Regions from separate parts of the Anas platyrhynchos genome. Here region 1 is linked to region 2. A link is a contact called in public Hi-C data. All regions are on one chromosome and are shown on one strand. Each heading gives the region's core, a stretch centred on a gene start, on an enhancer-like site or on the middle of the called end of the contact. The rest is flanking DNA. Distances are from core to core; before and after follow the strand shown.

Region 1 (5,195 bases), core at 2,267-4,766, 310 kb after region 2:
GCTTTGCTTTGCACCCCGAAGGGTTTGCTCTTGGAAAAAGCTGCGTCTCGGGCCAGTAGACACTTTGTTGAATGAACCTGGTGATTTTTGCCTTTTTTTTTTTAGCAATTACGAAGGGGAAAAATAAATATAAAGAAACCCAACTGCAGGAGCAGGACCGCCGTGAGCAGGACGAGCTGCCCCGGAGCGAAGCATGCAGGGAACCGGCGGGGGGCACCCGGGCAGCCCCCCTGGGGGTGGGTTGTGCTGCTCCCAGCCCGGGGCACAGCTCCGGAGCGGCTCCGTGGCTTTATGTGACTTGATTTAGCTGTAACTCTCCCTGGACGGAAGGCGTCCATAAAGTGCTGCCTGTATTTCAAATATTTCCGTAGTTCAAATAAATATCCACGTTTGTATATAAAGATTTTGGGAAGAGATGGGGGCTGTGCACGCCTTTATTTCGCTTTGATGGAGACGTGCACGCTACGAGACACCGGGCACCGCGTGTCCCGGCCCCGGCAGCCCGCACACGAGCCCTGCCGGCGCCAGCTCCCCCGGAGGCTGCTGCGCACCCCGGCTCGGCACCTCCCGGCCGAGCACCGCCGTGCCCCCAGCCCAGGACCGGGGTGGGGGCTCAATCCGCCGGGTTCAGCATCCATGCCTCGCTCAGAGTCGCGTTATCGCATGTCCCGGGGGAATTCATCCCCGCCGGCCACTTGCGAGCATCAGCTCGCCGAGCAGTCCCGGGCTCCCCCTCTGTGGCCCCCACCCCTGGACCCCCCCCCCCCGGCTCTATAGGGCCGGGACCCCCTTGTGGGGAGCGGAGATCCCTGGGGACCCCCCTGGCTCCGCGCAGCCCTCTTAGAGCCGGGTGTCTGGTTCGGTCCGTCTGCCAAATCTTTAGTCGGGGGAGGATAAAAGGTATTATTTTAGGGTGCTAAAATATAAATTTAGGAGTCCTCGGCATCCCGCGGCTCCAAATTTCTGCTGCCGGGAGGAGGGATGGGCGGTGTGAGAGCCTCATTCCCGGCTCCCTGCTGACTCCGGGCACAGAGCAAGGAGTGGGGGAAGCTCCATCCCTGCCACACGCCTCGTCCCTAATTCCCCAGATCCCCAAATGCTGGGGCATCGAGGCAGCGGCAGGACCCGAGCACAAAGCGGGAGCGGAGCCGGTGGCCGGGGCCGCCGTGCCCGGAGCCGGAGCCGCCGCTCTCCCGCTCCTGGAGCGCCACCTGGTGGGGGCAGCCCCGCAGCACGGCCGCGAAGCTCCCCGGGGCTGCTCCGGGGGGAGGTGAAAAAGTGGAAAAGGTGGTTTTTCGTTTTTGGAGCCCGAGGAAAGAGAGCCTCATCTGGAAAGCCTCCGTGCCGGCCTTCCTTCTGTGCTCTTGTAATCGTGTGTGTTTGTGGGGGCTGAGAATGTGTGCAAGGAGCCCATCAGCACTGATGTGACGGCTCCTGGTGATCTCAGTGAACTCCAAATGAGCATCCCAGTGCTGGGCATCCCCACGGAAGTGGCACCAGGCCTGGAATTTTGGTAGAAAACCTCCCAGAGCTTTACAGGTGTGAGTGGCTGTGCGGTGAGGGCAGACAGGGCTCTAGAAAGGAGCCATCTCCCTGCCCTGGTTTGCACAGCACAAGGCCTCCTTTGCTTCGTCTCCTTGCATTTCTGCCGCCCGCCCTCACATATCCCTGTGTCATGCACATACTGAGCTATTTTGCCTCTGTGTTATCTTTTTTTTTTGTGCTAGCCTTGCCTTTTGCTCACTTGTACACACATTCAAACACGCACGCACGGAAAACATCTTTTTACATTCTGTTTCATAGTTTGATTCATATTCTTCCTGCCTTACACTTTTTGCTCTCTCTTACACACGCATGCAGCTGTTCTTCATAAGCAGTTTGTCTTATTATAACCTTATTTATGTTTTCTGCCTCCTCCCTCATTACAAAACTATTCTGCACCAGAAACTGCCATTTCGCATGAAACACTTCTCTCCGGGTGAGAGATCAACTTGCTTTGGTGGAACTGGGGGCACTAAAATGTGAGAACAAGGATGTAAAAGCAGGAAGACATGCATCAAACTTCAGGGTAAACAATGGGAATGATATTGATTGCGTTTTAATGTGCGGCGGTCACACAATGGGGAAGAAAGCCTTCCCAGGGAAACAAAAAAAAAAGACACTCGTCCTCTTAAGAAACTGGTAGCAGACAAAATCCACTGAAACTTCTGAACCAGAGCAGAGGGATCTTTAGGGAAGAGCCTTCCAGGTCCAGCAGAGCTTCCAAATAAACTGCTGTCCTACTTTCCGACTGTCTCTGATTAGCGATGAGAGATGCCCATTGTCCCTTTCCACGCCGGTGCACGCTCTCATTAGGGACCCTGAATTGTGTATGTGCATGTAGGCGTCAGAGCTGCTTTGCAGCAAGTGATGCACAGGGTTTCTGTGGAAGGTAATTCCCGGGTTCCAGCGGCCTGAAAGATTTATGAAGGAGATTTATGAAGGAGTTAAACCCTTGGAGCCTGGTGTTAATGCTTCCAGGAGCGGCAGGCAGGGGCGATGGGCTGATTGTCGTGCGAGAGAAGCGCTGGTCTTGCCACAAACGCTTAGTGAAGCTGTGTGAACAGGGCTTTGGGGGAATTCACAACTCCAAGGGCAGCCGTTTTGCTGGCTGTGGAAGGATTTGGTGGAGAAGTAGCAAAGGGTTCACGCTGCGCTACTTGGGTGTCGGGTTCTGAGCTGGATGCATGGGGGTTAGGTAATCTGGAAAGCAGTAGTCCTTGCCACTCCTTAATGAGTTATCTCAAGTCCAAATCACTTAATTCCCAATGAGGACGGTGTAATGCACGAGAAAAAAAGTGTCAAAAACATGAAGGCACAGCTGCTCTTTCCACTCGAGTAGCTGAGATCAGTTTGGATAATGGATATTCTGCCCAGATCCTTCCAGGGGAACTTCGGGTCTCCAGCGCCTCACTGAGAGGAGGCACGTTGATTTATCATTTATTTATTGGATCACAACTCTGCTTCATGGGTAATCAATCGCTGCTTTTTCTGCTTCCTTTTCAATCACATCACCCCGGTGAAATCAGGGGGCGAGACCACTCTGAGAGCAGAGCTTTCCCTTCAAATAATATTTCCATAAGGTTTCTAGGTGTCAGTGGGAGATGGAAGGAACAGCAGCCAGGGCTGGGTTTGGCCTTGTCATTTAGGGTTGGGAGAGCACCCTCATGCCCCTGCCCCGAGCACACAGCAATGGATGGTGATGGTTCCCAAAAGTTTTAATGGCCTGGGGACTTGGGTACACCATGCACATGGGCTCACCCCACTTTCTTGCTCTGAAATGAGCTGGAATGGAAATTACAATTAATTTTGGGGCTAAACCCTGCTTCTCCCCAGGACCTATTGCTGCCTGCTCAGCCCAGTGCCACCTGTGTGCTGCAGACCCCAGGCTTTACACAAGTTCCAGCTGTGACCCAGCACCATCTGAGGGACCCAGCTGGGCCTGATAGAGCTGGGACTGCAGGGTTTATGAGCTTGGGCCAAGGAATGGCTTTTTCCTGAAGACAGTGGTGTTGGAGGAGCTACAAGGTGCAAGAGGCTGCTGAGAGGACCTGTGATGGATTCCCTATGCAGGTAGGAGGCTGTGGGGGGAAAAAAAAGGGACTTGGTGTAGGTGTAGTGCTGGTGGTAGATGCTGTATAGCTTCTTGGCTGTGCCTTGGGAGCTGTGAGGTGTTTTTTTTTTCATGGAGGGAGTCTAGCATGTGTTGAAAATGCATTCCTTAGTCCTTGGAGGGCTTCAGGGATTGTGTCTGCTAGATTCTGTCTTGTGGCTGTGAGTACCCTTCAGATAAAATAGAATGGGGCCTTGGTTTGCAGGTGTGTAGCTGTGGTGGATGTGCACCTACCTAGGTCATTCCCTCCCTGCTGGGGCTCTGCTAGACCTAACACTGTGTCTGTGGGATTTGAGGTAGGTCTGAGTGAGCTCGATGTGGTTTTTGTTCCCAAGGTGCCAATGTGTCCTTGCAGAGAGCTTGTGGGCAATGCCCTGAAAGTAGATGTGAAATGTCTCGAGGTGTATGTTGGGTCCTGTGAAATCAGTCTCTTGTACTCTTTGATTTTTGGAGTTCCTTGGCTGGGGAACAAACGGGGCGGCCTGCGTTTGGGGAGGATGTTGAAACCTAGGGGTGAGTGTGGCAAAGACTGAGAGTTAGGAGTGTAGCTGGAGGGGAAGGAACTTGATAAACAAGTGCCACGCTCCCTCTAGCTGGCCTGGCAGCCTTTTGTCATCCTGCATTCATCTGCCAGCCTGGCTGGTCTGTTCAACACCTGCTTTCTTATGTGAGAAGCCCCAAAACTACTTGTGGTGTTTCCTTATTTTCAGGGACCTCAGTCAGGTAAAGCATCAATATGTAAATCTCTATTCCAGGCAAGGCACACCTAGTCAGTCTGGGACAGCAGTCTGCTGATAACCAGTGCCACTTAGGGCTGCGTGTTCTCTAGGACAATTGTCAGTAACCAGCATGTAGGAATAGGGTAGCTGTTGGGACATGAGCTTGTGTTAATCAATGCTATGATATTATTTGATCTAAAATGGAGTAGAAACACTCAATTACAATACTCAGTTTGAAAATCTGTTCCTAGGAAGCTGTGCTGGACAGAGTCTTCTTAACATGTATTCTTTCATTTTCAAAGCAGCCTTTTGCCCTATCTAGAGAATTAACTTCAGAGTGTTTAAAACTTGGAGGAGTTTGGAGAGAAAGGTGGGAGGGATCTGTCTGTTTTTTATGGTGTATGTTGTTACGCCCAGCTATTCCCCCATTGTAGCTTCAAACCGTTGATGGATATCCTTGTTCACCTCTGTATGGGTGGGTTTCCCCATGTCCAGCTTGGTCAGCCATCAACCTGTCCCGTGACAGGAGGGCTAACTAAAAAAATGGGTTGGGAACTGAGTCACAGTAAGTCTCTTGTGCTGGAGGAAGTTGTGTGAGAACAGAAACATGATTCAAGGGCTCCAAAGCTGGACTGAAGCTTGTGCTTTTCATTTTGGATTGTCACTGCACTGGTGTGGCTCCTTCTCATTGTACTGTGCTCAATGTCCTGCAAAACTGGGCAGCCAGCTCCCTGTCCTGGCTTTGCAGAACATGGGGGAATTAACCACGAGAGCTCCTGACTTCTCCATAAGGCTCTCCTCTTCTAGCACTGCAGAAAAACAGT
Region 2 (5,057 bases), core at 530-3,029:
TGTAACTAGGAGAACGGGGGAAGAATAATTTGAGGGATAACAAGAGCAGCTTTTCAGTCTGATACTTGGTGTGCGTTTGTGCATGTAGTTGCACACTAAAATAATTCCAGCTGTCCTTCCTTCTTTTAATAATGGTTCATTGCTTTCCCGTTGTGGGGCCATATTTGGACAAACATTAACCAGATCAAAGCCTAATGGATAGTTACGATGGCTCTGATTCAGCAAAGCACTTAGGCACAGTGTTTCATTGTAACTTCAACGGGACATGCTTTGACTTCAGTGAGATATAAGCATTGCCTCAACCAGTAACAGGAGAAGTGACTGGAGGACTTGGAGGAGGGAGGGGGTGTTTAAAAATCAAAGATAAAGCTGGTTCCCGTTCTAAAGAATAATGATTGAATGTTCTTGCTGTGAGATATCGCTGTTGGATTAAACACTCCTTGGCCTTCCTTGGTCTCGTCTGTACGTGTCATGCCGTGCTTCAATAGCTAGAGCACCAGAGCAAGAAGAGGTTGTGGAGTCCACGGGATTGCAGTTAAAGTAAAGGAGGGCAGAGGAAGGAATGCAGGAATGAAGAGTGGGAATGTGCCCGTGAGCCCTGTCAGCACTCTGATAGTCACAGCAAAGATGTGTTTGGGCCTAGGAGCTGCCTTTGCCAATGCCTTGCAGCAGGTGCTTAGGCAGCCAGTTTAAGTTATAGGCAAAGTATTGACGAGTGAGTGACTTGGGGACTTGCTGAACTGGACACTTCACGGGGACCAGAACGTTTGTTTTGGGCCAGGGAGATAGTAAAGGGGCCCTTCAGTCTGAGGATTGGGGCTCAAAGCTGGAACAATTTCACAGGAGAGAAAGTGTCACTGTTCAACAAGGCTTGAGGGAAAGAGGCTGAAATTATTTTTACTGAAATCCCCCTGTTGATTCTTTCTTCTTGATGGCATAACATCTTATTTTCATGTCTCTTCCAGTATAGTAATTAAATTGTGGCAGCTCCTAGGTGTTACTGTAGGTTTTTTTTATTTTTTAGTGGATGGGCTACACAACCTCGGCAACACTTTGAATTCCCCCTTTGTGATTATACCTGATATTTATAGTAAATCCTTATTCTGACAGCAGAATCTACCCCACATCTTGCGAACTGCTGATCTGGAGGTGTGTGTGTAGCTTCATGTAGAAGTTTTACTTGCTATGTTTCCCATTTCATGTTGCTGTGTTTTAAGTCACTGGCCTGAGTGAACAGAAGCAGTTGGTGGGCACGCTGCCGTTGTTGCACAAGTGAGTTTCACTTTCCTTTATACGCTCCCTCTGGATGCAGCTTTCTGCATTGAACATCCCTGTCATCGGTGCAATCACACGTCCTGTGCCTGCGAAGGACCAGATCCTGACCTCGGCGGCAGGAGGGGAAGCCTGAAGAAAATGGAGCCATCAGGGGAGGAGAGGGAGGGGAATTTAATTTCCTTTACCCTGACATTGATGTTGTTGTAAAGTCTCTAAAATGGCACCTTCTGGCTCAGAATTAAGCAGACACAGTGACATGTCTCGGTTTGTCCAGACTGGTTTTCTTGTCCAGTTAAGTAGGAGAGTCTTATGCCTTTAAAGCTTCCTGGCTCCCAGGAGGAAAATGCCAAACTTGTCAGAGAAAACAAACAGTGGCTTTCCTAGCCTGTGTGTGTTCCGATTAACGAATCTATTAGGCTATAAAACCTGGGACCCCCTTTCCCGGAGAAAGAGCATACATTAGGAAGCTGTTGACAGTTCCTAAGTCTGACCCCTTGCACAATGCTGGAGACCTATCAGCAGCTCGGAGGAAGGCAGCCGGGGCCTGTTTGTTCTAGGAGGTCTCGGAGAAGTATTTGCCGCTCGGTAAATGCCAGATGCGCTGCTGTTTTAATCTGTAATGTGGGAGGCCAGAGGGAGATAAAAGGAGGAGCCGCAGCACAGCTGAGTGGTTTTGTTCTCTTGGTGTAATCAAAATGTGTTTGGAGGCATGTTACCTTGGGCTTGGATATTGCCTGCAGACCATGCAGAGCCCAGCTTTGCGGTAACTTTCCAGCTGGCTTTGCGAAGGGGAACGTTGCTGCGGCAAGCAGTGAGGGCACTGCGACTGATGGCACTCCATGCTTTCAGATAAAAGGGAAGCAACTGCTGGTGTTGGATTTAGCACGTGCTGTGCTGATCTAAGCGTTAGCCTCCCAAGGAGATGCCAACCCACAGTTCTAACAGTTTGGTGGAAATAAAAAAGCCCATTTTACAAGAAAACAGGTACTAAAGCCTGCATTTTTAGCATGTTGCAGTGAAAGCATTTACATCTTATTTCCTCCTGCCCTTGCACTTCTGTTGTTGCTTGTTTGGGATGCAGCATTTTTCTCTGGCACTGTGGTATTTGTCATGCAAAAATGCAAATGATTCCTGCATTCCTTCACACACTGCTCAGCGTCTTTTCAAATTCAGGATGTTATGAATATTTCAGTGAGTTTCATCTTCCTGATCTGTTCTGCATTTGGTACCTACTGCTCTGCCTGTCCCAGAGCAGATAAAATGGACTGAAATGAGATGGTTTTGAAGCTGCAGGCTTCTGTTGTAATTCATTCACAGCCAGCTGTGCATATACCTACCATAACTCCAGCAATACAGCAGGCAAGTCTGGTAAAACCAGTGGTCTCTCCAACCCATCTTGTAAATGAGTCATGCCACTTTTTGTAATTAGTAATTAAGATAACAAATATATGTCAGTGAATAATGCAGAATGTATTGAAGAGTTACCGATACGTGATCCAACACGTTTTAGACAAATTGCTGCAGTGCAACGAACCTATTTCTTATTTTGCCAAACTGTAGCTGAGAATTAGCCCTCGTTCCAGCCCCCTCATTTCATCGGCCGTGCTCCTTTGTCACAGGTGGGTCATGGTGGCTCGGGGTCTGGGCGTTTCGGAGCAGGTGGCTCTTGCTCTCGTCACATCACACGCCACTTAGGTCGGTCCCTGGGAGACCTCCAAGCAGAAATGCTGAAATTCACTGTAGCGCGTTTTAATTTGCTGGATGAGATCTCTGTGTCTCTCAAACACAAGACTTGTTGTGAATCACAGCAGGATATTCTCTTAAAGAGCCCTGCAAAATGCTGCTGACAGTGTCACAGAGCGATGCTAATCCGACATCACATTGGTCATGGCTCCTCAGGTTTCCGCCCAGCTCTGTAGAAGAGGAGGCCTGTTACTGTGGGAATGAAGGACCTCGTGCTGTAGGGACACAGTCAGGGCATTAGGAGGAAGAAAATCTATCCTATTCCCATCACTTCCTGAAGGGTATGTGTCAGAATGACGCACGTACTCTTGACTTTATTTGATGAGGGGGCCATAAGGGGAGGGAGAAAGGAATGAAATGGTCTCAGGGGACCCACGGTTTGGCTTCACAGGGTCATGATGCTCTAAACGTTCATTTGGAATTGCTGAAACCGAAGGAGTGGAGAACAGCCCTTGCTGGATACACATTTGTCATCTTCGTGACTCAGGGGGGCTCTTGTGGATATTCAGTCACACCACGGATTATGGTGGGCTTCTTGATGGCTTTTCTCAGCCTCATAAACAGAGCTTGAGAGTAAGACAGGAGGATCCAAGTGATGGTGGCATATGCTGTGACTGAGCACACTCTCCCAAGGTGCTGCTGGTAGGACGAAATTCAGTCCTGCCCTAACCTTGAGGCTAAATTGCAGTGGCTCATTTCATTGTACGCCTTGGTGTCTCGCTTAACACTGACACAAGAAGTGGAGCTTTAAACTTCCGAGGAAATCCTCGTATCTGAAAGATACAGGAGTGCTTGGGAAATGGGGGGACCTAAAGTTTAGAAATGTGACTGGAGGCAGTGAAGTGCGGTGCCAGCAAAACTGCAACCAGCCCCTACCAATCCTGCTGGAAGAGCATCAGGAGCAGCGGGCAGGTTCTGCCTGGTGTCATCAGGAGCAACCCAGAAAGCTGTTTGGTTAGTGCAGATGTAGAGACTCAACAAATGGGCATTCAGTTCCCCAGGATAAAAGGCTCTTTTGAATGTAGCCGTGTGCTTTCCTGTATTGTAATCAAACACGGGGCTGTGTCAGTAGTGAGGAAGGCAAGTGCAATCTGTAGTGACCAAAACCATCGGTGGTTGGCCAAAATCCCATTTTCTTGCTTTCTATCTCTTTTTTCCTTTTCTCTTTTATACTCCAGGAAATACAGATGTGGGTCAAATAAAATATCTCCCAAATCGGTGCTGAAATACTTCGGTTAAAGCATAAACACCCTGCCAGTATTTTTCTTTCAAATGAGAAACTAGAAATTAACTTCAATGTTATTTTAAAAGTTTTCTTTTGTTTCCTTAGGTCAAATTAAATATTTTTCTTGAGACCGAGGTATTACTTCTTTCTGTTTTTAGTTCACTGAAAAGAAAAAATCAGAAAAAAAGTTTATTTTGGGTTATCACCCAACTAATTTTTCTCCATTTTCCTGTAATGTAAGCAAGATACAAACTCAGTTATTTATGCATCTCAGGTTTTCAATTCTGTCTTAAACATCCATCAGATTAGCCAACACTGTGGAATAGTATTTTTATTATTATTATTCAGATGGGGTGTTGTATTTCTGTTCTCCAGTGGTTTGTGATTAGGAATTGCATGAGGAAGGAAGAAAGTAATGAAATCCATGAGATGTTGGGTTCTGTTTGCAGAGCTGTTGAGCGATTCCCCAACTGAATGGAGAGCTTGGTTGAAAGAAGGTGTTAACCTTGTTCTTTATACCTAAGTCCCACATGCTGCTTGCGAAGGCAGCCTGGCAACAAATGATTTGCTTTAGCTCTGAATTGATAAACCCCATCTGAGAGCAAGTGGGAAGGAGGCTACTGGCTTCCGAAAGAGAGGATTTGTTTAAAGTGTGGACAGAAGAATCAAATTAAAATTCAAGAGGATCACATAATCTACCACCTCCCACAACCTCATACAGTGTCTGAACCTTTGATATTTCCTTTGTTTTTCTTCATTTCTGTTACTGTCCTTGGAGTTCTCTCTGCTTTCTCCATGGCTTGCAAGGGAATTG

Evidence for each region. A called contact is a pair of places that touch in the nucleus more often than the background predicts.
Region 1: a contact with region 2 is called in a Hi-C map of subcutaneous adipose tissue, with 4 times the contacts expected there. The contact joins the promoter of TBX5 here to the enhancer-like site in region 2. A contact is called at or near these places in 5 of 8 Hi-C or Micro-C datasets (F1 follicle, liver, skeletal muscle and 1 more).

What each region holds. Positions count from the first base shown.
Region 1 is chr16:6,716,570-6,721,764 of IASCAAS_PekinDuck_T2T, forward strand. TBX5 (T-box transcription factor 5) reads left to right here and starts at 3,517. Exons shown (of 9, transcript XM_027470061.3): 1 at 3,517-3,612. LOC113845355 (a long non-coding RNA gene) reads left to right here. Exons shown (of 2, transcript XR_003500919.3): 2 at 1-414.
Region 2 is chr16:6,411,157-6,416,213 of IASCAAS_PekinDuck_T2T, forward strand. No RefSeq gene overlaps it. Among named protein-coding and RNA genes, the nearest start is that of TBX3, 280 kb to the right of the region's middle. Within about 2 kb of position 1,780, at least 3 of the 8 cell types and tissues checked have an H3K27ac peak or open chromatin away from gene starts, as enhancers often do.